Linked DNA regions of Mus musculus: regions 1, 2, 3, 4 and 6 are each linked to region 5. Evidence: chromatin contacts called from public Hi-C, HiCAR-type and promoter capture Hi-C data. All regions are on one chromosome and are shown on one strand. Each heading gives the region's core, a stretch centred on a gene start, on an enhancer-like site or on the middle of the called end of the contact. The rest is flanking DNA. Distances are from core to core; before and after follow the strand shown. Region 1 holds the start of Dlat (dihydrolipoamide S-acetyltransferase (E2 component of pyruvate dehydrogenase complex)). Region 2 holds the start of 2310030G06Rik (RIKEN cDNA 2310030G06 gene). Region 3 holds the start of Alg9 (asparagine-linked glycosylation 9 (alpha 1,2 mannosyltransferase)). Region 4 holds the start of Pih1d2 (PIH1 domain containing 2). Region 5 holds the start of Ddx10 (DEAD box helicase 10). Region 6 holds the start of Sik2 (salt inducible kinase 2).

What was found. Promoter capture Hi-C pulls out the DNA fragments that hold promoters and counts their contacts. A called contact is a pair of places that touch in the nucleus more often than the background predicts. HiCAR-type assays count read pairs that join an accessible place to other places.
Region 1: a contact with region 5 is called in a promoter capture Hi-C map of erythroid cells, with 10 times the contacts expected there. The contact joins the promoter of Dlat here to the promoter of Ddx10 in region 5. A contact is called at or near these places in 2 of 39 promoter capture datasets (erythroid cells and pre-B cells).
Region 2: a contact with region 5 is called in a promoter capture Hi-C map of stem cell-derived epiblast-like cells, with 5 times the contacts expected there. The contact joins the promoter of 2310030G06Rik here to the promoter of Ddx10 in region 5. A contact is called at or near these places in 1 of 39 promoter capture datasets (stem cell-derived epiblast-like cells) and 1 of 115 datasets of contacts at active chromatin or transcription factors (astrocytes).
Region 3: a contact with region 5 is called in a HiCAR-type map of astrocytes, with 4 times the contacts expected there. The contact joins the promoter of Alg9 here to the promoter of Ddx10 in region 5. A contact is called at or near these places in 2 of 39 promoter capture datasets (erythroid cells and pre-B cells), 1 of 115 datasets of contacts at active chromatin or transcription factors (astrocytes) and 2 of 9 other capture datasets (liver and pancreatic islet).
Region 4: a contact with region 5 is called in a promoter capture Hi-C map of pre-B cells, with 6 times the contacts expected there. The contact joins the promoter of Pih1d2 here to the promoter of Ddx10 in region 5. A contact is called at or near these places in 3 of 39 promoter capture datasets (erythroid cells, liver and pre-B cells).
Region 6: a Hi-C map of B cells shows a contact between it and region 5, with 5 read pairs. The contact joins the promoter of Sik2 here to the promoter of Ddx10 in region 5. A contact is called at or near these places in 3 of 39 promoter capture datasets (erythroid cells, liver and pre-B cells), 1 of 484 Hi-C or Micro-C datasets (B cells) and 1 of 115 datasets of contacts at active chromatin or transcription factors (embryonic forebrain).

Annotation. Positions count from the first base shown.
Region 1 is chr9:50,657,605-50,661,127 of GRCm38.p6, forward strand. It overlaps Dlat (dihydrolipoamide S-acetyltransferase (E2 component of pyruvate dehydrogenase complex)), which reads right to left and starts at 2,176. Exons shown (of 14, transcript NM_145614.4): 1 at 1,587-2,176; 2 at 1,084-1,185; 3 at 561-685; 4 at 241-394. The coding sequence starts at 1,862.
Region 2 is chr9:50,745,066-50,748,403 of GRCm38.p6, forward strand. It overlaps 2310030G06Rik (RIKEN cDNA 2310030G06 gene), which reads right to left and starts at 1,462. Exons shown (of 4, transcript NM_025865.3): 1 at 1,377-1,462. The coding sequence starts at 1,408. It also overlaps a transcript of Cryab not described here.
Region 3 is chr9:50,773,667-50,777,075 of GRCm38.p6, forward strand. It overlaps Alg9 (asparagine-linked glycosylation 9 (alpha 1,2 mannosyltransferase)), which reads left to right and starts at 1,559. Exons shown (of 15, transcript NM_133981.2): 1 at 1,559-1,852; 2 at 2,878-3,013. The coding sequence starts at 1,719. Gm38476 (a long non-coding RNA gene) reads right to left here and starts at 1,873. Exons shown (of 3, transcript XR_379372.3): 1 at 1,211-1,873; 2 at 332-380.
Region 4 is chr9:50,615,925-50,619,824 of GRCm38.p6, forward strand. Pih1d2 (PIH1 domain containing 2) reads left to right here and starts at 1,397. Exons shown (of 6, transcript NM_028300.2): 1 at 1,397-1,674; 2 at 2,522-2,725; 3 at 3,831-3,900. The coding sequence starts at 2,549. Nkapd1 (NKAP domain containing 1) reads right to left here and starts at 1,540. Exons shown (of 6, transcript NM_212449.2): 1 at 1,304-1,540.
Region 5 is chr9:53,246,009-53,249,505 of GRCm38.p6, forward strand. It overlaps Ddx10 (DEAD box helicase 10), which reads right to left and starts at 2,104. Exons shown (of 18, transcript NM_029936.2): 1 at 1,810-2,104. The coding sequence starts at 1,995.
Region 6 is chr9:51,007,757-51,011,680 of GRCm38.p6, forward strand. It overlaps Sik2 (salt inducible kinase 2), which reads right to left and starts at 1,317. Exons shown (of 16, transcript NM_178710.3): 1 at 985-1,317. The coding sequence starts at 1,119.

The sequences.
Region 1 (3,523 bases), core at 926-3,425, 2.6 Mb before region 5:
CCAAGCATTATCCTGTATCCTGGGCTAAAGCCGAGAAAGGTTAAAGAAACTGTCCAGGCTCACACACTTAGAAACAACAAGAATAATTTTCACAGCTAAAATCTCTCAATACGGCTGAATGACAGGCACTTATAGTTAATGACACGTTTTCAGAGTACAATAGCCACCCATAGAGAAAAATGACAATAAAATAATTAATAACAAGTCACCAGGAGCCGGCACTCAGAGGCTGAGTCTTACCTGCATATGAGTAGGATAGGAGCTACCGGGAGCGCTTGCAGAAGGTGCCGCTGGGGCAGCAGCTGGAGCTGGGGCTGCAGCTGGGGCTGCCTGTGGGGCAGCTGCCGCCGCCAAATCCAATGTATAATTTTTAAAGGCCTCAATATCCTGAGGCCTGAAGAAAAAGAATACATAAATATAGAATTTATAAAGCAAATCCAATCCCTAACCTCCCAGCGAGTCCTCACATGTCTTTAACTTCCAATCTGAGTTGAAATGCTTTAAAAGCAACAAATGTTCACAAATTACAAAGATTTTTTTTTCTTTTTGTTTTTACTCACTTTTCAACTGTGATACAGATGATGGACCCAACTGGAACATCTCTGGTCCCTTCAGGAACAAGGATCTTGGCCATATAGCACTCCTCCAGGCTCTCAAACCCAACAGTGGCTTTATCAGTTTCAACCTGTTAGCACAAAAGCACTGGCTTAGGTTTGTACTGCCAAGAGGCAGTTAACTGGAATGTGTCTAGAAATCCATACGAAGATAAAACCCACTACCACAGACTTGAAAGAACGGTTTAAAAACATTTTGGGTAGAAGCTAGGCATTGCTAACATTGTAACATTGGGGGTGGGGGGGGATATCTCTGAGCATTGCAGGCCAGCCAGAGTTACACCGTGATCTCAAAAACAATTTAGCTAGCTGCTGACAACGTAGCTAACCAATCATCTCTAATAAATGGGGAGGTGGGAGGGGAGCTGCTTCTTAAAGAGAAAGAGGAAACTACCTACCAGAAGGCTAAGCTTTAGTCTATTCAGCAAAGCCACTCCCTTAGGTAAAATCTGCGTGTTTTAAGACTTACCTCTGCAATTAGATCACCCTCACTGATTTTTTCCCCTTCTTTTTTTTCCCAGCGGGCTATGGTGCCTGCCTGCATTGTAGGGGAAAGGGAAGGTAATGGAACCTGCAGAAAAAGAAGCATACATTTAAACAGGCATACTTAGCCCTCGGCGTGCTTTCATTCCACCCAAGTTCATGCAGAGTATTTACTGAGTCACATTTCAAACTGTTCACTGGAGATACAAAGGGAGATCTAGCACTCCAGAAATTCATGACTTTCAGAGGCAGGTTGATCCTCCAGTCAGTCTAGTGGATCTGAGAAAGCACGTGAGACTTCTCAGACCTTTTGCCCATAGCCGCAGGCTTAGACCTCTTTCAATAGAAAAGATGCCCACTGGGAAGGTCTTGGGCGAGGGACCGTAATAGATCTGGGAGGGAGCTGGCTGTCGGAGGCCTCTCAAGGAGGATTCCCCACGCCAAGGAGCGGGCTCTGAAGGACAACAGGCTCCAGGGTGGGTCACTCACCTTCTGATGCGGAGGGAGGCTGTAAGAGCGGCGGCTGGGCGACCCCAGGAGTTGTCGCAGCAAGCGGTTACGCGGGACAGTGCCGGAGCCGGAGCTCCAGCCGCACAAGGAGCGGACCCCATAGCGGGGGATCCCACTACCGCAACGGACCGCAGCGGGGCCAATCCGCGGGCTCCCGCATGGGGCCCCGGGGCCTTCCTTCAAGGCCGCCCACCGAGCCCTGAACCCATCCCTGGGCACAGCACTCCGCGCCCTCCGCGCACAGACGCGCCACATTACTGCCACCGACCCCCACGCCCCAAAGGCTCCGCCGTCTCCGGAGTGACCTCTCCAAGAGCAGCGCGGCTCTGCCGTCAGCCGCGCACTGCGGTCGCGCAGTGTCGTAAAAGCGGCTGCTTGGACGGGCGACCGGAACGTAGGGTTTCCGTGCCCCTCTGCGGGGGGGACGCGTCGGAGACACCCGAGAGGGACGGGAGGCTGCCGCTTAGGATCTGCGGTGACGAAGGCGCTGCGAGGCAGTGCGGGGGCGGTGCACGTTTGGGAGAAACGGGAAAGGCCCTAGGAGAGGTGTCGCAGAGGATGGGAAGTACGGACCAGGGCCGCTCTAAGGGACCCGAGAGTCGGACCGGCTGCAGCCTGAGGGCAGGGAGGCGGTGCCAAAGGGAACGACCGCCTTTGCTTTAAGAAAAAGCTGGGGAAAAGAGCCCGGGCTGACAGTAATGCAAAGCTTTAGGTCGATGGGTGCGGGCGCACCTTGGAAAGTTGGAGAAAGGAAAGGCCCTCGAGTGACGGGGGATCAGGGGGTGACCCTTGGCTGCAGAGCCCGCCCCGTGCAGGCTGTCCTAGGTCCCTAACCCACCGGAAACGGGAGCAGCAGGGTTTTCAGCCAAATGATGTGAAGGGCAGCCAAGAGAAAGGTACATTTTCACATTTCCAGTTAGTCACAGAAGACTAATTATATTTCCTCTATAAAGATACTTGTTTGTAAAAAGCAGTTTTATTACCCCCAGATTTCCACCGTATCCTCTTAAATAGCGAAAATATTTTAACACACACACATTCCTTTAATTATAGCATTACGGAGACAGAGGCAGGTGGAACCCTAGATTCCAGGACAGCCTGGTTTAATGCTGTTCATTGCCAGGCCAGCTTGGGCTACATACTGAGATTCTTTTTTTTTTTTTTTTTAAAGAAAGGTTTAAGATACAACTTTGCGAAAGTCGTTGTCGTGCTGTCCCGCAGTTCTGTGAATTCAATAGGAAAACAACAACAGAAACCTTTCTTAAACTATGGAGTAACAATGTGGGGTCAAAAGAAAAAAAATGGCAACAGTGAAAAGCTGCCGAACCCAGCCGCGCCAACCTAGGTTGTTTCTCACTACTGCTGCCTACACTGAATCCTACCGCGTCGCTGCAGCTGTGGCTGTGAGGACACCCGTGCCCTTTGTACTGCCATGCCCTCGGTGTCACACGAGGCCAGCCAACACTGCCTGAAACACCTTGGCACAGATTCCCCGTGTATGGTGTGATTCGCACTGGTTTTACTGTACAAAGTGTTCTGCTCTCACGTGAGCATAATGATTTAATTGCAGAAAGACATTTCCCACAGTTATCCCTTCTATATAAACATTATAGTAGTATAATCTTTAGGTTGAATTGTTATGAGTATTTGGATTTTAAAATTGCCGTGGCTGATTTGAATTTCATAGAAAATCAATCAGTGAATTTTGGTTTGAGATTAGGACTAAATTTTCCAGTAAATGTCTCCCTAGATTTTCCTATTCTATGTATATATATAATATATATATATATATATATATATATATATATATATATATATATATATTAAATTATGACATTATTTTCTGTGTATATGCTAACCAACTCCATCTCTCCAGACCAACACTGAGCTATCTTGCCAGCTCATATGGTACATAT
Region 2 (3,338 bases), core at 212-2,711, 2.5 Mb before region 5:
CAGAGTCAGGCAGACTATTGAGTTCAAGGCCAGCCTGGTCTACATAGAGAGCTCCAGGACGACAGAGAGAGAACCTGCCTTAAAAATCAAACAAAGAATAAATAAATATACATGTAAACAAATATACACTTATAGGCAGGGTCTTATTTATTTGTCTATTTTTAGTTTTTTGAGACAGGGTCTCTCTATGTAACCTTGGCTATCCTGAAATGGCCTGCCTCTGCCTTTCAATAGCTGGGATCAAAGGCATTCACTACCATGTTTATCCAAGTTTCCTTTTATTGCTGACTTCTGTATCTGTCACTTCCTGGTACCCAGCACATGCTCAGTTGATATTTGTTTAATAACCAACTAGATTAATAAACTAGCAGGCACAGGACTGGAGTCTAGTATTGTTTTCAAATTTTAGGTGCTTTCCAATGTATCTCACTTTTCTCTCTACATGTGATGTTTACCTGTAAATAAGTATTCTTTGAACTCTGACCCAGACATGGATCATATAGCTAAGAGGCAGCTGACAGGATGAAGCCATATTTGGGAGTTTGTAGTGGTGGTGAACACCCTGGGGGGAAAGTTACAAAAACCACAAATAATCTATTATTTGGTGGGGTTTTTTGTTGTTGTTGCTGTTGTTTTTATTTTGTATTTTTTGTTCTTACTAGCTTTCGATCTCTAAAACCAACCTATGATACAAATAATAGGGACTGTATATTTTTAAAAAAATCGAGGACCCAGTGAATTGACTGGACTGCATGAGGCCACACAGCAAATAGCATGAAAGTTATATTCACAGTTCCAGTGGATTCTCTTCCTTCCCACTTCTGCAGTTTCAAACAAACATTTGTCCAAATTCAGTTGCTCAATCCATGGTCACATCTCTGATTACCTAGTGAGGAAAGTATGGGCCCTGAAGTCTAGCCTCCGCGCTTGGAATCTTGTTTTACCTGCTAAGCTACTAGCCATGTGACTGACACTACCTTCTCTGAGCCTCCGCTCCTTAACCGGCCAAGATGGGAACAACGGTAAGACCACTCACTCACAGAAGACCTGGGACAATTAACCCAGATTAGAAAGTGACTGCACATAGAGAGCACTCCAATGCTCCCGTTATTATGATCTGCGGAAGAATAAAAAAGGAGAGAGCATCGGAAGGAAGGAAAGGAGAGAAGAGAGAAACCAGGCTGGCCCACCGGTGCAGCCAACCTCTGGCCACTCTCCAGCTTGCTGTGTTTTCCAAGCGTCCTAAGGCACCGCTCTCTGCTCCACCTAGGACGTGGCAGGTGGAGGAAGGCACGGACGGTCTCCAGGCTGTCTGATTCTCAGGGTTTCATATCCACCACCGGAGGCGGTCCCCTCCACCTTTCGGCCCTACTCACCAGGTTCCCCCACAGCAGAGCCGGTTTCCCATGGCGGTTGTGTCTCCCAGGGAGCCCAGCTGGTTTTCAGACATAAAGAGGTTTGCGCATTTCCTGGTTCCCGGCTGAGCGAACGGCAACGGCTCCCAGGAAGTCTGTCAGGATCAGATTTCAACCGAGTAGGTTGGACCTTGGAAGCCACCTGGTGGAATGATTCCCAAGTGACTGTTCGCAGCCAAAGGGCAGGAAGACACACGGGCTCCAGGTGAGAGTTATCTCACCTTAGGGATTTGAAACTCCTTTTGATGAAGCTGCAAGCTTCGATTTATAAAGAAACCTGAGATACAAAAGGGCTCTGAGTTTCCATAGGAAATGTGTCTCTCTGTATCGCACGGCCTTTGAAATAGACCCTCCATAAGGGAGTCAAAGCTCGGCCACTACGTTTGCCCTACCACACTCAGGTTTGAGTTTCACTGTCAAGGTAATTGGTACTAGTTTCTGATGTCCTCAATTTGGGTTTGAATCCTAGAGGCTTTTGGAACCTGAAATGTAGGAAAATGGAATGCTCTCATATTCCCACGACTAGAATTAATAATGTGCGCATATCTCCTAACCATTTACCATCTAGATTTCCAGCACACCAAGGCATAAGTACTGAATGTATTACTTAATCCTCTTTCTGGTATAAACCAGATGGCTAACTGATTGGCACGGAGCACTCAATGTTCTCTCCCCAGTCCAGGACCATGAAATCTCTACTTACCCCTGCTTGTAGCTTCTGCTTCCAATGACCCAAAATTGGATTCACTCTTCCCTGGCCAGAAACTATGAGGCAGCTGAATGAATTCCCCTGAGACAATATGTTACCAGGTTGAGTATGGTGTATACCTCCTGGCACTCGGGAGGCAGGAGGATGAGGATCTCTGAGAGTTTGAGGCCAGCCTGGGCTACAGGAGCAAGTTTCAGGACAGCCAGGAATTCATAGAATTCATAGAGGTACCCTGTCTTAAATAAACAGAAACAAACAAGAGAGAAAGAAAGGAAAGAGAGAAGGGAGAATATGTCTCTAAGAAAATCTTTGAAACCTGCAATTCCGATCTTCAATATTTTCTTGGCATTTTGAGTATTGTCCTGGAATATTCATAGTCAGCCCTGAACTCCATGGAGTACACTGGATTCTGAATTCCTCCTCATCTTGGGAAAAACGGGCCTGAGAGTGGCCACTTCATAGGGCTGTGATAACTGAATGAGGTATGTGTGTACAAAGCTTCTGAACAGGCCAGACGCATGGGACGCCCTCAGTAAGTCTTAACCATTGTTACTACTATTGTTCTCAGTGATCAGATGGCTAAGCATTGTATTCTACTATCTCATGTTCCAATCCTGCAGGCCATTCCGTATCCTACTATTAACTACATTCCTTTCATCCTGTAACCTGCGTCCCTGTCTCAAAAGCCAGTAATAATTTCCTATCACTTACAGGATAGAACTCTCAAAGCCCTTCATAATTTGCTTCACTTCCATCCAACCTCTTTGGCAGCTTAAAGGATCTTACCCAGATTTTTAGAGGGCCAGAAACTGCACAGAAAAGACAAAAAAGCACCCGGTACACCTTAAAACACAGCAACCGGAGTGTAGAGGGTTAACAAAGCCTGGAGAGGATTGTATCGAAATCCAACCCAGTTAGTCCTTATCTGGAAGTCTTTGAGACTTCTCATTGACGTTCAGGTTCTATTGTCAGTCTGTTACAAAAGAGATTGTGTGTGGAAGAGGCAGTGCAGAAAGTGCCACAAAATATGGCTGAATGGACAAGTCACAGCTTTACTGCTTAGAAGAAATTAACCAGCCTTGGTTATGCCAGCCTGTTGGAAGCCCCGAGTGAATGTGTACTTTGATATGGGCTCAGCCTTTAAAATATGGATGTTTATGAGTGAGTGATCATTGTGTACCAAGATTAGCCACTTTGGCTTCCTCCTCATAAGT
Region 3 (3,409 bases), core at 309-2,808, 2.5 Mb before region 5:
TATGAACTAACTTGTACCCCCAGAGCTCCCTGAGACTAAACCACCAATCAAAGAAAACACGTGGTGGGACGTGGGACTCATGGCTCTAGTTGCATATGTAGCAGAGCATGGCCTAGTTGGTCATCAGTGGGAGGAGAGGCCCTTGGTCCTGTGAAGGTTCTATGCCCCAGTGTAGGGGAATGCCAGGGCCAGGAAGCAGGAGTGAGTGAGTTGGTGAGCAGGGGGAGGGGGATTTTCAGAGGGGAAACCAGGAAAGGGGATAACATTTGAAATGTAAACGTAGAAAATATCTAATAAAAAACAAACAAACAAACCAACCAAACAAAAATACCCCTTCAGACTGGTGGCTGGTGACTTTATTGTAGTTCAGCTTTTTGATCCTGAGAAAAAAACAAACAAAACAAGTACTTCAATATATACACCACACTTTCAGTTCCTCTTTCTGACTTTGTGGAATTTATGAGCGTTTTATCACATGTGTTACACATTTGGGATTAACATCATGATACTGCTATCTTTCATCATTGGCTATTGAAGTCAGAGAACCCTAAGTGTCAGAGCTAGGCTTGACATTTGGGCCTGTCTGACCAAAGCGCTTCTCTGCTCACATCCTTACTGTTCTTTCCTTAGTCTTCATCAAAGGCTACATAAGGATACACGTGTGTTCTACTGGTTGGATGTGGGCTTGGTAATTAATGACTGTGTGTGGGAACTGGTGTATATGATCAGTCTCCATTTTTACGATGTAGGAAGTGGCATTATAACCTTTTGTTTAACTCTGTCAAGCTCAATGTTCCCTCTAGAATCCTGTATGCATTTCTACTGGTAGGCAGCACTGCTGTCAGGATTGGGTGAGCAATCTGCTGGAGTTGTCTTTGTAAAGGGTCTCTGTGAAAGGCCCCTGAAACCAAGTCTGGACGCCCCCCCCCCCCCTTAAAAAAAAAACCCGCTTCCAACAAGAGCTTCTCTTTTCTATTTTTTCCTTTCCTTTCCTTCTCTTTTCTTTCTCTTTCTCTCTCTCTCTTTCTTTTTTTGTTGTTAATGTAGTGAGAATAGTATGTGTTTGTAAAGGATTCTCAATTGGAATATAGCTCCTCCATTTATTACCCAAGCAACTTTGGACCTTGGTTTCCTTAGCAGTAAAGGCAAGGAGGCAGAGAGAATTAAAAAGCATGTATGAAAAAAAACCAAAAACAAACAAAAAAATCACCTCCAGCCAGCCGTGTTGTAGCAACGTCAGTGACATCTGCCTGCTTGAACGATCTGCGTAGCATTTCTTCAGGTTTTCACTTCTCAGTCTGAATCCTGGCCTCACTGGTTTGTCTCTTAGGAACTATTAGCTGCCTCCATCTCTCTCAACAAGACAAGGCAAGGTGTTAAATGTTAAAGCAACCTTTTAGAGACCTCTCCTTGGGTAGGCAGCTGTGCTATACCTCCACACACTACTACACTGTAGCGTTGGCAAGATGGAGTGCTGAGAAGTGGAGGAAGCAAATTATAAAGGAAGGACGAAATACCCAGAGTCAGAAGTAGGAGAGCAAGCGAAATCTGCCGTTCCGGCCTTCGCCTCAATTGGTCCATTGGCACAGTATTTCAGTTTTTATTGCGCATGTCGAGGCGTTTTGTCCCTCGGCGGACACCGTTTTCCAGCCAAGCAATGTCTGCGCCTTCGCCGATTTCGTAGCGTGCCGAGTTCTATCCTTTCCCCGACGCTGGGCATGGCGAGCCGAAGGGCCCGGCAGCGCCTCAAGGGTGGCGGCGGCGGTGGCGGCGGCGGTGGGGATGCGGGCCCGGCGGCGGAGAAGCTGGAACAGCTCGGCAGCCGGGAGGCAGGCGCAGAGCCGCGGCCAGAGTACGTGTGCGGTCGGAGGGCGTGGCCGGCGGGTGGGTCGGGCGGCTCCGGGGGTCTCCTCCAGGGCTCTGGCTCACCCGGAGGTCTCCGCGGGGGCTCTGGCTCACCCGGGGGTCTCCGCGGGGGCTCTGGCTCACCCGGGGGTCGGCTCCCCACCGGGCCTCTGCGCTCACCCGGGGGTCGGCTCTCCGTTGCGAGCTGGGGCTCTTTGCCTGGGGTCTGCTCTTTGCTGCGAGCCGTGCGGCTTTGCTCCTCGCCGGGGGTCTGCTTTCCGCCGGCATCTCGGCTGCCACCCGGCGCTCTTACTCCTGCCCCTCGTGGGAGCGTCCCACTTGGCGTCGATCATCGCCCCTCCGCAGCAGATCCCTGCATCTTTGCAGCCAGGGTCTGCCATGCTTCGGGTTCAAGTCCACACGAGCAGGCTTCGTGCTGGTAGAGTTAGCAGAACCTCTGTGAGAGCCCTTGGTATGCCTTTTACATCTGAGTCTCACTGCGGTTTACTGTTTTCTCCCTCCCTCTAGGCTTCCAGCCCTAGAACCCCTCAGCCTCGCAGCCGGTAGCCTGTAGGTTAGGTCTGCGTTAAAGTGGCTGTTAGTATATGGGAACAGAGGCGGTCTGCACGTGCGTCTTATATTAAGCCTCATTCATTTGAAGGAGGAGGGAAGAGATAAAGCCATGACAAGGAATGACTTTAAGGAAGAAATGGAGAGAGAGAGAGAGAGAGAGAGAGAGAGAGAGAGAGAGAGAGAGCACTGTGGTCTTCATGCGAGTGATTAGTTGGCTTGAGGTGAAACAGGCCAAGGTGTATGAATTAGTGTGTACCTTAGAAGCAGGAAGTGGACGGTGCGATTGGAAACGCAATTCCTTATTCACTCTCAAGGATAACAAAGCCTTAGTTCTTTTAGGTGAATGGTTTTATTGCGGCGCTGTCTTTTGCCATTCCTGTCTTTCCTGTCTGGGTTTTAGTCTTCCCTAGCAGGACCTTCCTGATAAGACGATTGATTTTGCTTTTTCCTTCTGGGCAGGTCTGGAAATAAAGCAGGGCAAGTCTGGGCCCCTGAAGGATCCACTGCTTTCAAGTGTCTGCTCTCAGCGAGGTTGTGCGCAGCCCTTCTGAGCAACATCTCGGACTGTGATGAAACATTCAACTACTGGGAACCAGTAGGTGATCTCGTTAGCTGGGCTTTAGTTTTTGCAATCCTAGGGATCTAACCCATGGTTTTGGGCATTTGAAGCAATACTTTATCAGTGGGCTACATCCCTCGCCCCTAGTTCTGGGATTTTGGCCTTTGATCTTGATTTGGTACTTAGGACAAATTAAACATGTAGAATGTAAGTGTGGAAAATATTAAAATACATTGTTTTCATTTTTATATCTTAAAAACTGTTGGTTTATGGTTGTAAGGAGGATTATAGTTCACATCCCAGCAGCTCAAATTTAGGCGACTTCAGCTCCAAGACAAAATATGACAGCCCAGCGTGGTGGCCCATGCCTTTAATCACAGCACTCTGGAGGCAGAGGCAGGCAGCTCTTATGAGTTCTAGGCCAGCCTGGGT
Region 4 (3,900 bases), core at 147-2,646, 2.6 Mb before region 5:
GTGACATCCATGCACACACAAAGCAATCCTAGGGCGCTCATTCCTCTTTTAGACTAGTATAATATTTGTATAGAAACTATGCTCCTGTGTATTTTAAAATAGGACTGTTTTTTTAGTCAGGTTCTTAAGTGGCCTCGGCCAGCCCTTAACTCATCTTCTTACTGCCACCACCTGCCAACAGACATGCTCTTCCAGTTAGGATGAGTGAGGGTATTTAGATTAATTATAATACTTAAAACTATGCAAATGTTATGTAAATGTTACGATGGAGATTAAAATAATGACCAAAGTGGGAAAGGTCTGTACGTGATCGATACAGATACAATATGATTCCCCAGACATTTTCGGTTGGCCTTTTAACCTATGGGGATCCCCGAGTTTGGACTCTACCCCAACTCCTCAAAATCAAATTCCTTAAAGCCGTAACCTGCCCCCAGGCTGCATGGACTCAGGCAACGGGTGTGTTAGTGTCCCGGCTAGAAATCAAATCTCAAAACTCCCCAAAATTCGCTTGCAAAGATATAAACACGAAGATTTGAAGGCATCAAACACCACGTATGTCAACAGTAAAAAAATAAACTGAATTGTAAAAAAGTTTTTAGATGACCTAAATATCTCTACTCAGGACATTTTGTTTCCTACACTGTACGGAACTTTCCAAAACCCAGAAGACAACGATATTCACATGTGTAGCTAGCAGGGGCTTGGTGCCACTGTCCCGATGCTCACTCACCCCTCGATCCTGAGGAAATCAGGCATCCTGTTAGTGTGAGACGAAGAACCACTCCATTACAAGATCTCCTCCGACCCAGGAAGCCAAGGAGTCAGGGCTGAAAGGCAGCTCTGCAGCTTCACCCGAGTCCTTCGTGAAAACGCAGCCTTCCCACCGGTTACTGTGCCCTCCTCACCCGAGGCCCAGGCTACGGCTGCCTTCCCCCAGCCGAGCCCGCCCGGCGGCTCGCTCTCGGGGACCCAGGCCAGAGGAGGCGCAGGCGCGGAAAGCGGCCTGCGGGCGGGCGGACCGGGGCATTCCCCGCTCTCGCTGGGCTGGGCCGGCGCCCGGCGGCTCGCTTTCACTCCCGGGACAGAATGGGGACACAGGGCTTGGGCACGGCCTTCCGTTGGGCCCCAGGAAGTATCTAGAGTGCCTCGGGGGGAGCTTGAGGTTTCCAAGGGGACGTGGGGGAAAGCGCCCCCATGTCTGTCAGCGGGCTCCCTGCCCCGCCGCAGCCCCGGCGCTCTCGGCGGCCTTCCCTCGCAACGCCCTCCCGACACAAACACACACACACACACACACCCATACCGTGCGCCGCAGCCTCGCGTGGCGGGGTGGGAGAAAAGGTGGCGGCTTCCTTCCGGGCCGGAAGTCGTGCTCCGGAGAAACGCTTCCCTCCCACCGGAGACTCCCACAGAGCGGGCTCGCCGGTCGCCGTGGAAGCTGACGGGTGCAGGAAGGAAGGCGGCGCTCTCCCGAGAGACAAGCGGGACGGCCTGCGGAGGAGCCAGTCCGGACCCGGAGAAGAGAACCGGAACTGGATATAGAGACACAGCTCTACTTTGCGCTCTCCGGACCCAGTTAGATGGTGTACCGGGACTGGTTACCATGGTAACCGGAGTCGCAGTTTGTCGGCAAACTGAGAGAAGACGTGCGCGTTTCCCCCACGTTTGGATTAAGTGTGTATTCGTTGTTGATTTAATCTAACTTTAATATATAATTTGAAGACTCTAAACCTCTTTTTAAAAATATTGGGAACTTTCTCTTTTGCAGAAGGAGGGTGATTGAAGGAGGGCGGAATCTTTGACTATTGCTCTCACATAATGTTCCAGCTTTAAATATTAGTGTTCTTAATCCTTATCTTTTTTTTAAAGATTCATTTATTTATTATATACAGTGTTCTGCATATATAGCTCTATGTCAGAAGAGGCGCCAGATCTCATTATAGAATTGTGAGCTACCATGTGGTTGCTGGGATTTGAACTCAGGACCTCTAAAAGAGCAGTCAGTGCTCCTAACCGCTGAGCCATCTCTCCAGCCCCCTCATCTTTATTTTGAGTATATACACTGCTTGCTCAAGGCAACATAGATGTCTGAAGTTTGCAAGAACGTAAGCATACTGGCTCCAGTGCGCCTACTTTTAACTACTATACTGTCTGTCTATGTATCTGTCTCCCCCGACCCCAGTCTCTCTACCCGTCTTTCTTTCACGCACACACACACACCCCTACCTCACAATTCCAGGTCTGGAAGGCACCAAGTCAGCCAATATCCAACTATTGGAACAAAAGTCCTTTCTGTTCCCTCTGTATTTATGAAGACCAGACGGAAGTACAGGTACAACGTAGGAATTTAGGAAGTGGTTCTACTCACAGACTGTAGGAAAGCCAAGATAAAGCAGTATGGGTGTGCAATCTTTTAGTTAAGACCCGCAGCACACTTGCAAAAGCCTTCCTCCTTCCCTGAAAGAAGAAACAGGGCAGTAAATACCTTACATGCCTTTTCTCAAGTCCTGTCTCTCTGCAGGTTCCAAAGGCCTGTCTCATCACCATCATGACGGTGTCCTCAAAGGGTCTTCTTACCCACATTTCCCAGTTCTGGAATATGCTCGATGATTTGGCTGAAAATGACCCCGAGCGCTACCGGAACTTCATTCAGCAGGAGTTGAAAGATGGCAAACAGCTCTGTGTCAACCCAGAACCTCAACTCTGCATACAGACCAAGATCCTAGTATGTAGAACTGATGCAAGGAAGGAGAGGTCTTCAGTAAAACTACTCTGGGTTAGCCAGGGGATACAGTAGCCTTTTCTAGCGCTACTTTAACACAAGAGAAGTTTACTAAAACTCTCTGAACAGAAAATGAAACCACATGGAAGATTTCACTGAAGGAGTAAAAATAAGAAATTCATACTTGGTATTTTAGAAATCCCCTAATGCAACTTTATTGTCCTGATAGGTGGAAAATAGTGCTATAATTAATTAAGGTTTTTTAAATGTATTTTATATGTGTGTGGGTTCAAGAGAGTGCATGTGCAAGGACAGAGGATGACTGGGGAGCAGGCTCTCGCCTTCGATGAGGTGAGGAAAGAATTCAGGCCATCAGCCTGGAGCCAGGTGCTCTGATCCACTGAGCCATCAAACTGGCCCAGAGGCAGTGAATGTATGTTTGTTGAGACAAGTCTCTTTAAGTAGTCCTGACTGTCTGATGCTATGTAAACCAGGCTGGCCTTGAACTCTGAGATCCTCCTGCCTCTGCATCCTGAGTGCTGGGATTAAAAGCTTCCTGGTTCTGATTTAATAAGACTCAGGCCTGGAGACATTTCCATTTCACTGTTAGTGAAATAATGAAGTGGTGCTGTGAGGTCCAGAACACGTGGAGCAGTGCTAACTTCAGCTCCTTCTCCTGTCCAGTTCCTCTGGGAGAGAACAGCAGTTGGATTTAGAATGAAGAGCCAGAAGCTTTGGGGAGATCAAGTAACAAAAAAGTGTGTCTCAGTGGTAGAATGCTTGCCTAGCATGTGAGGCTCTGAGTTGAATTTGATTCCTGGCATAGCAAAATGAGTGAATGAATGAATGAACAAGCAAACGAACGAATGAACCAAAACTTTAAGAAAAGAACTTCAAGTCAAATAATTTGCTTGGAAATTCTGCAGGATGTCAAGCAGTTTTAATATAATCACTGAGTGAGTGACAGGACCCTCTGTCGTGGGAGGTCCAGCTGTGTTATAGAGCATTGCCTAGCATGTGGGAAGGCCTGGGGAAAAAAGTGAGGACTTGCTTTCAGGATATTGTCATTAAATCTCATTTGGCAACATCAAAATTATTCACTTTCTAGAAACCAAACGAAAAAGTACTTTTTATCAACCTATGTCAATGGGAAAGGATTCCCGCTCCGCAGTCAGCCA
Region 5 (3,497 bases), core at 854-3,353:
AGTATGGGCTTTCAGACCCTCATTCTAGCTGCCTGGAAGCCAGTATTCAGCCAGCAGCCTACAGATGAAGATGTAGAACTCTCAGCTTGCCTGCACCATGCCTGCCTGGATGCTGCATGTTCCCATTTTGATGATAATGGACTGAACCTCTGAACCTGTAAGCCAGGCCCAATTAAATGTTGTCCTTATAAGAGTTGCCTTGGTCATGGTGTTCATTCACAGCAGTAAAACCCTAACTAAGACATTCAGCATAGGCAGAAATAAGGATATGAACTCAGAAAAGTTCTGGGTAGAACAAAACAAGGAGTCACAGCTCCACGGAAGTAAACCAAGCACAGGCTAAGGCTACATTCTCCAAGCAATTCTAGTCACAGTTCAAAACAAAATCCAAAAGCAATTTGTTAATAATAGCCTCTTTTTTAATTTGTCTTTTTTCTATATGACAGGCATTGTGAATAATGTTTTCCACACTTTATCTTAATTCCTCACAACTTATGAGGCAGGTACTACTACTAAGCCTTTTAAAATAAGGGGGGAGGGTGTGAATAGTGTAAGAAAAGTAACCAAAGTCATATAGCTGGTGAGCCAAATCCGAATCAAATTATCTGAAGTCAAAACCCCAACTAATTCTTAAATGTTGCCAACTCTGAACAGTTTATCTAGTTGTCGCTGTTGCTGTTGCTGTTTAAGCTACAAGATAGCAAGTAATGACTTTTAATTCCAGGATGATTCTACCTATTAAATCCCAAACTAGAAAGGTGGCATTCACTGGAAAGGTGAGAAAGGTAGATGAATGCTGGAAAATATGGGTTTTAAGAGGATGGATAGAAGTAACATTCCTAAGGGGCAGACACCTAGGGCAGGAAAACACGCCAGCTTGTCTAAGTGTTAACTATGAGACTACTCATCTAGGAACACTGGCTACAAGATGCTGATGTCAGGAAGAGGCAAACACATTCCATTGTCTTTCCACTGATTCTTGGTGAAAACCATGAAGACAATGAGACAAAGAACAAAAGATGATGCTAAGGGACAGAGCCAATTCCCAACTTAAAGATCGAGAGCTGTGGAAACAGACACAGGTCTAGGTTCCAATTCCACACTACTAGATGTGGGAAATTAGGGCCAGTTTCTTATCCTCTCCAAACTCTACAGTTCTTATCCGTTAAATGGACTACTAGGATCCATCCACACCTCAAGATAGGGGCAAAGAATATAAAACATGGAGAGTACTTAAAGATATTTCTATTATTTTAAACATTTCCCACGAACAACAGCGTTTTCTTACATCACTCCAGATTTTAGCTTATTTATTTCATTTTTGAGACCAAGTTTCACGTATCACTGACTGACCTCGAACTTGCTATAAAGCCTTGGATGACTTTGCACCTCTGATCCCCCTGCCTCCACCTCCTTAGTGCTCAATATGTGCCCGGTTTATGTGGAGCTGGGGATTGAACCCAGGACTTCCTGCGTGTTGGGCTAGCACTCTACTGAAGGCTCTCACTCCATCCGCTAGGTTCTTTCCACAGCGGTCACTATTGCCTCTCTGTTCTGTCACCACTGCTGCACCACATGTCCCTACCCGGAGTGTCACCGCATTTCTATCACTTTTCCCAGCACTGCGGAAAGTAGAAGAGTCAGACCTGGGTAGCGACACCCAACAGACCACTAGTGAGGCCCCGTTGGCCGGGTCCGCCCCTTTCCCACACCACCCTGACCCTAAGTCCACCACAGCGGCAACACCTCCGGGCTGCACCCACCCTCGCTCCCCAGAGCCCCGCCGAACGTGCCCCGAGCCCACCTCACCTTCTCGTAGTTTTGCATGAGGCGGCTGATCCCCTCGCGCTCGACCTGCCATTCCGGCTTCTTTAGCTGCTTCCTCCGCTCCTTCTTTTGGTGCTGCCTGTGGCTGTGTTTTTTCTTCCAGCGATTAAAGCTCCGCACCGGGTCGGGTCGGGTTCCCTGACCCAGAGAAGCAACCGTTTTGCCCATGGCGGGGGCTGCCAGGACCCACGACGCCGCTACACGGGAGCCTCCTCGCTCCTCAAGGCACAGCACGGAAGACGCGAAACCAGCGTGTGGAGAAGGCGCAGGGGCGCACGCGCAAGTCCGGGAACCCGCCCCCAAGCTGGGGAGAGTGGGCACACATTAATGACGACAGGCAATGCGCGGACGATGATTGGTGATTTGGCTTCCGCTGGGCGGGGCGATCTTAAGACGCCAGGGGAAAGCGTGCACGGAGGAACTGGGCGTGCTCCACTGCTTCCGAGAGTGCTTGGGGCTTCCGGAAACAGCGCAAGTACACTGCTTATTGCTAGTATGGTGAAGTCATACTCAGCGTAAAGTACTGCTTTTCATTTACTCTGGATTCAAGTGTGCCCAACATTCGCGAGTACACTGCTATACGTTATAGAGTATGTAGGTCGTAGTTACTTTGTAGATCAGACTGGCCTCAAATTTATAAGAATTCACCTGCCTCCTGAATACTCTAATTTCAGTTAAATGCCACCGTGTTGACTCAAAATGCTTTAAAGCAAACTTTTCAATTAACAAAAAGTTACATAATACAGAAAAATACACTTACACATAGACATCGTAAAGATGCCTCTGGAGAGCATCCTAAACATCAATCACCATTTATCTTACAAAGTGTCAAAAACAAACAAAACAAAACAAAACAAAAACCAAACCCTGAGATGATTACTGTGTTAGTCACTGAACTATTACTGTGAAGAGACACCATGACCAAGGCAACTTTTATAGAAAGAAGCATCATTTAACTGGGCTGGCTTACAGTTTCACAGGTTTAGTCCATTATCATCATGACAGGGAAGGCATGCCAGCATCCAGGTGGGCACTGGAGCAGTACCTAAGAGCTGCATCCTGATCCATAGGCAGGACACAGACACACAGACACACACACACACACCTGCGTGCGCACGCACACGCACGTACGCACGCATGAACAGCGACACTGTGCCTGGCATGGACTTTTGAAACTCCAAAGTTTTGAAACTGTGACTCCAAATATATGAGCCTATGGAAATCATTCTTATTCAAACCATCACATTTACTCTCAGTTTTAACAACTGGGTGGCCTTAACTGAATATTCACATTGTATATTTTATAGTGATTTTTTTTTTCAAGACAGGGTTTCTCTGTGTAGCACTGGCTGTTCTGGAACTCACTCTGTAGACCAGGCTGGCCTCGAACTCAGAAATCCACCTACCTCTGCCTCCCAAGTGCTGGGATTAAAGGCGTGTGCCACCACTGCCCAGCTATAATGATTTTTAAGTTAAGTAAATGTTTATTTCCACGACTATGACTATAGCTATAAGTTAAACCAAGATTTTTTTTCATATTTTCCATCACTACACTTTTTTTGTTTTGTTTTGTTTTGTTTTTCGAGACAGGGTTTCTCTGTATAGCTGTCCTGGAACTCACTTTGTAGACCAGGCTGGCCTCGAACTAAGAAATCCCTCTGCCTCCCAAG
Region 6 (3,924 bases), core at 67-2,566, 2.2 Mb before region 5:
CCTGGGCAGGGGGTGGGGGTGGAGGTCCTATAGTCAAAGATTAGAACGTTCTTAAGAACATAGTAGGAAAAAAACCCGAAAAGGATGAAAACTGGGGAGAGAAACTGAAAATCGGTGAAACTCAAGTGGCAATCACAAGGCAGAATAGAGTACGTCAAAACCACTAGGTTGTAGACTAAGAAATGGTTTTGTTTCGATCGTTTTTTTTCCAAGGTATTTAATTTGCACGTCTTAAAATAGAGACCCCGAGGAGAGCAGCTTGAGGCAATGGAAGGAAGAGGGTGGGCTAGGTAAGAACGCAGACTTGGGGAGAAAATATGTACAGTGCACGGAGGGAGGATGCTGGAGAGTCAATGTCAGGACGCTGTCGAGAGCTGAGTACAGTCCATCTGATGTGGCTTAAGGAATGCGTGCTCGCAGCCAGCATGCACACCTGGTAAAGGGACAACCCCAGAGAACGGTGCAGAGCTGAGATGACCATTTTTAACCAGCTCTATTGTCTGGTGTATTTGCTATACCTCCTGCAAGTGATCAAGCCAGCCAAAGAACCGTTTCAGAGACCCTGCGGGCCCAGAGAAGATGGACAGCGGCCCGTCCGCACCAGTCCGGTCCGCGTCACCCCCTCCTCGCCGGGCAGAAGAGGAGGGCTTGGTCCGGGCCGCGCTCCGCGTCCGCCGAGCCTGGGAGCTGCTGGTCCCCTTTCTCCGGCCGGCGACGTTGGTCCCCGCGCGGCCCCGGAGCACAGAGACTTCCCCTCCCACCCCACCCCCAGCCGAAAGCCGGGAAGACGCGGAACTTGTGCTCAGGAGCCGAGGCCACAGACCAGGTTCCCGGGTGGGAGAGTCGGGACGGAAGCCTGTGTGGCTTCCCGGGGACACCCCACACACACTCGACCTGCACCCCGCGGTCCCCGCAGTGCCAGGCCCGCCGTCCCCCGCCCGGGGCGCAACCGCGCCACGCTCCCGCCGAACCCCGGGGCCGCACCTCCGTCTTGGTGATCCGGTGCCGCCCCAGCTTCACCACGGCAAAGTTGCCCTTGCCCAGCGTGCCCTCGATGTCGTAGAACCCCACCCGGACTGGCCCGCGCTGCAAGTGCCTCGGGCCATCCGCCATGACCATGCTTGGCCCCCGCTGCAGGACACGGCGACGGGAACGCGAACGAACTGGCCGGCAAGAAGCGGCACGGAGCGGGCAGGAGGGCGTCGGGCGGCGCGCCTGGGCTCTGGGCGACGGCCGCGGCTCTCGCTCCGGCGCTGCTTCCCTCCCGCCCCACAGGGCCCAGCCAGGCGCGCGCCGGCGCTGACGTGAGCCGACGTCAGGGGGCCGGGGCAGGGGGCGGGGGCGGGCCTCCACCGGTCACCATGGCTACCGCAGCCGCGCCGACGTCGGGGGCGGGAGGGAGGGGCGGTGCGCGGGTCGGGCGGGCACGAGGCTTCCGGCCGCGGCGAGGCCTGAGAAGGCTGAGGAGGGCGTCGCGGCCGGGGGCGGGGTCGCCGTCCGCCCCGCCCCGCTCCTCCTGCCTTCCAGCAGAAGCGCAAGAGCGAGCCCTGGTGGGCCGTGCGGAGGATGCACTGGGCCAGTCTCCTGGAGGGTCGCCTGGCGGGCGCTCTCCGCCGGGGCAGCCCTTCCCGCCAAAACCTCTTCTTCAGCGGACTGCAGCGCTAAATTTGGAGCCCGAGGAGCACCGTGGCTGAGCAATGCATTGCTCACAGCCTCTTTTCTTTGTGTTCATTTTAGCTCCCTTGTCAGTACTAAATAAGTCTCTCCACTTTTTGACGTCTAAATTCCTACTCACAGCAGTCGGTCACTTGCAGAAAAAAAAAAAAAATGTCAGCGCTAAAGAGACCCCAGAGATGATTAAGCCCGGAATTTGGAATTGCTAATGGGCTTCGGAGTCTGGAACCTCTGAAATGTAGGTTGAGCATGTTAGTTGAGCATGTCTCTGTGGAGAGGTGACCCGGTATTATCCTAAAACGCTTTGGGAACTTGTAAACGGTTAAAAAGTATCTAATCCGATTTGTTTCCAGATGACGCAGCAGGCTGCCAGAATGAAGGGAGTTGCCAACGTCACACAGGTAATGCTAGAGTTCTAATTATAACCCATCACACCAGTCTTCCATATGGTGACCTAAGTAAACACAACATTTTAATATCTTGAAATATATTATGTGTGTCCAGACCTTGGTTCCTGGGTACCCATTGTCCATTAAAAGAAACGCAACTCGTTTGGGAGTAATGACAGCGGGGGCAAGTATAAGATGCTCTTGAAAGATCTAATATGAGTAAACCAGGGGATTCCTTGTATACAACAGGAAGAATATGTCAGAAGCCAGCTTGAAGGGGCCCACCAGTGCCAAATCTGAGCCAATCTAAGTATCAAAAACCAACAATTTTGGAAATACACTATAACACACATTACTTTTTATTTTGTGTAAGAAGTCAGAGGACAGGATGTGGGAGTTGGTTCTCACCTTCCACTCTGTGAGTCCTAGGGGTGGTTGCTGTAGGTAACTTTAGCCAATGAGCCATCTCTTAGGCCCTAGTGTTTTATTGTTTTGGGACTGTTGTTTTTTTTTTTGTTTTTGAAACATCATCTCACTATGTAGCCCTAGATAGCCTGTAACTTGCCATGTAGACTAGGCAGTCTCTTGAGTGCTGAGATTAAAGGCAGGTGTCACCATTCCCAGCCTACATTAAAATCTTAGAAGGAGCTCATACTTCATTTTGTCACTTTACTTTTTTTTTTAGACAGGTTCTCAGAAATATTGTATATGTGATAAGCCCCCTTAAATGTCTATGCCCTCCCCATCTCATTCAGGAAACTCAAACTCAGAACGGTACCCATGCTAGGCAAGTATTGTATCACTGAGCTATGTTCCCAGTCAGGATAAATGAGAAGAGGATGCATGTAAAAATTATGAAATCACCATTTTGTGGCTGTTATAGTAATAACTGGCTCAGACAAGAATTAACAATAGTTGTTAAAGTCATTGGGTAAAGTTTGGTTGGGGAATAGGGTATTTAAACAGTCTCAAAATATCTTTGGAATAAAAAAATCATTGGGAAGGATTAACAAAAGATAACAAATTATAGTGAAGAAATCTGACAGTCAATTTCCTGATAGAATGATCCTAGTTAGCAATTGGAATAAAATAACACACAGGGCCCTCTGATCTGAAGTACCCAGGACATATCTCTGAAGTGATATTACTTTAAAAGTACATATTCTGAATCTGTCACGAAGAAACAAAGCAGAAAAATGTAAACTGCACACATCTATCCCCTAATTACCCAGCATGCTTAAAGTTGCCATTGTCGTGAAAGAAAGACTGCAGAAGAATTTTAGATTTAAGGTCTTAAGAGACTTGCCACTAATGCAGCACATGGTCCTGGAAAAACATGGCACCAAGGAATACTGTCAGGGCAATAGTTGAAAATAGAATTGGATGCATATCAGATATAAGTATTCTTTCAATGTTGAACCCCTTAAAGATTTCTTTTACTTTTAGCTAAGTGTATGTGTGGGTATTTACATGCAGGTGTGCGTGCAGATGCCCATAGTGTCCCCCAAAGGGCATTAGCTCTCTATAGCTGGAGTTACAGGTGGTGTTAAGGCATCTGATGTGGGTGCTGGGAACTGAACTCAGGTCCTCTGCAGGAACAGTACTCCTTTTAAATCTGAGCCATCTCTCCAGCCCTTAATGCTAGGTTTCTTGATTCTAATCATTGTACTGTGCTATGAAAGAAGTATTCTTAAGAAACACACACTGAAGTATTTATGGATAAAAACTTGTGATGTAGGCCATTTATTCTCAAATAGTTTAGCCAATATAGAGAATGACAAAAGTGGCAACTGTTAAACTGAATCCAGACAAAGGGTAGTTCATTGTTGTTCTTACAACTTTCCTGTAGGTTTGATTTTTA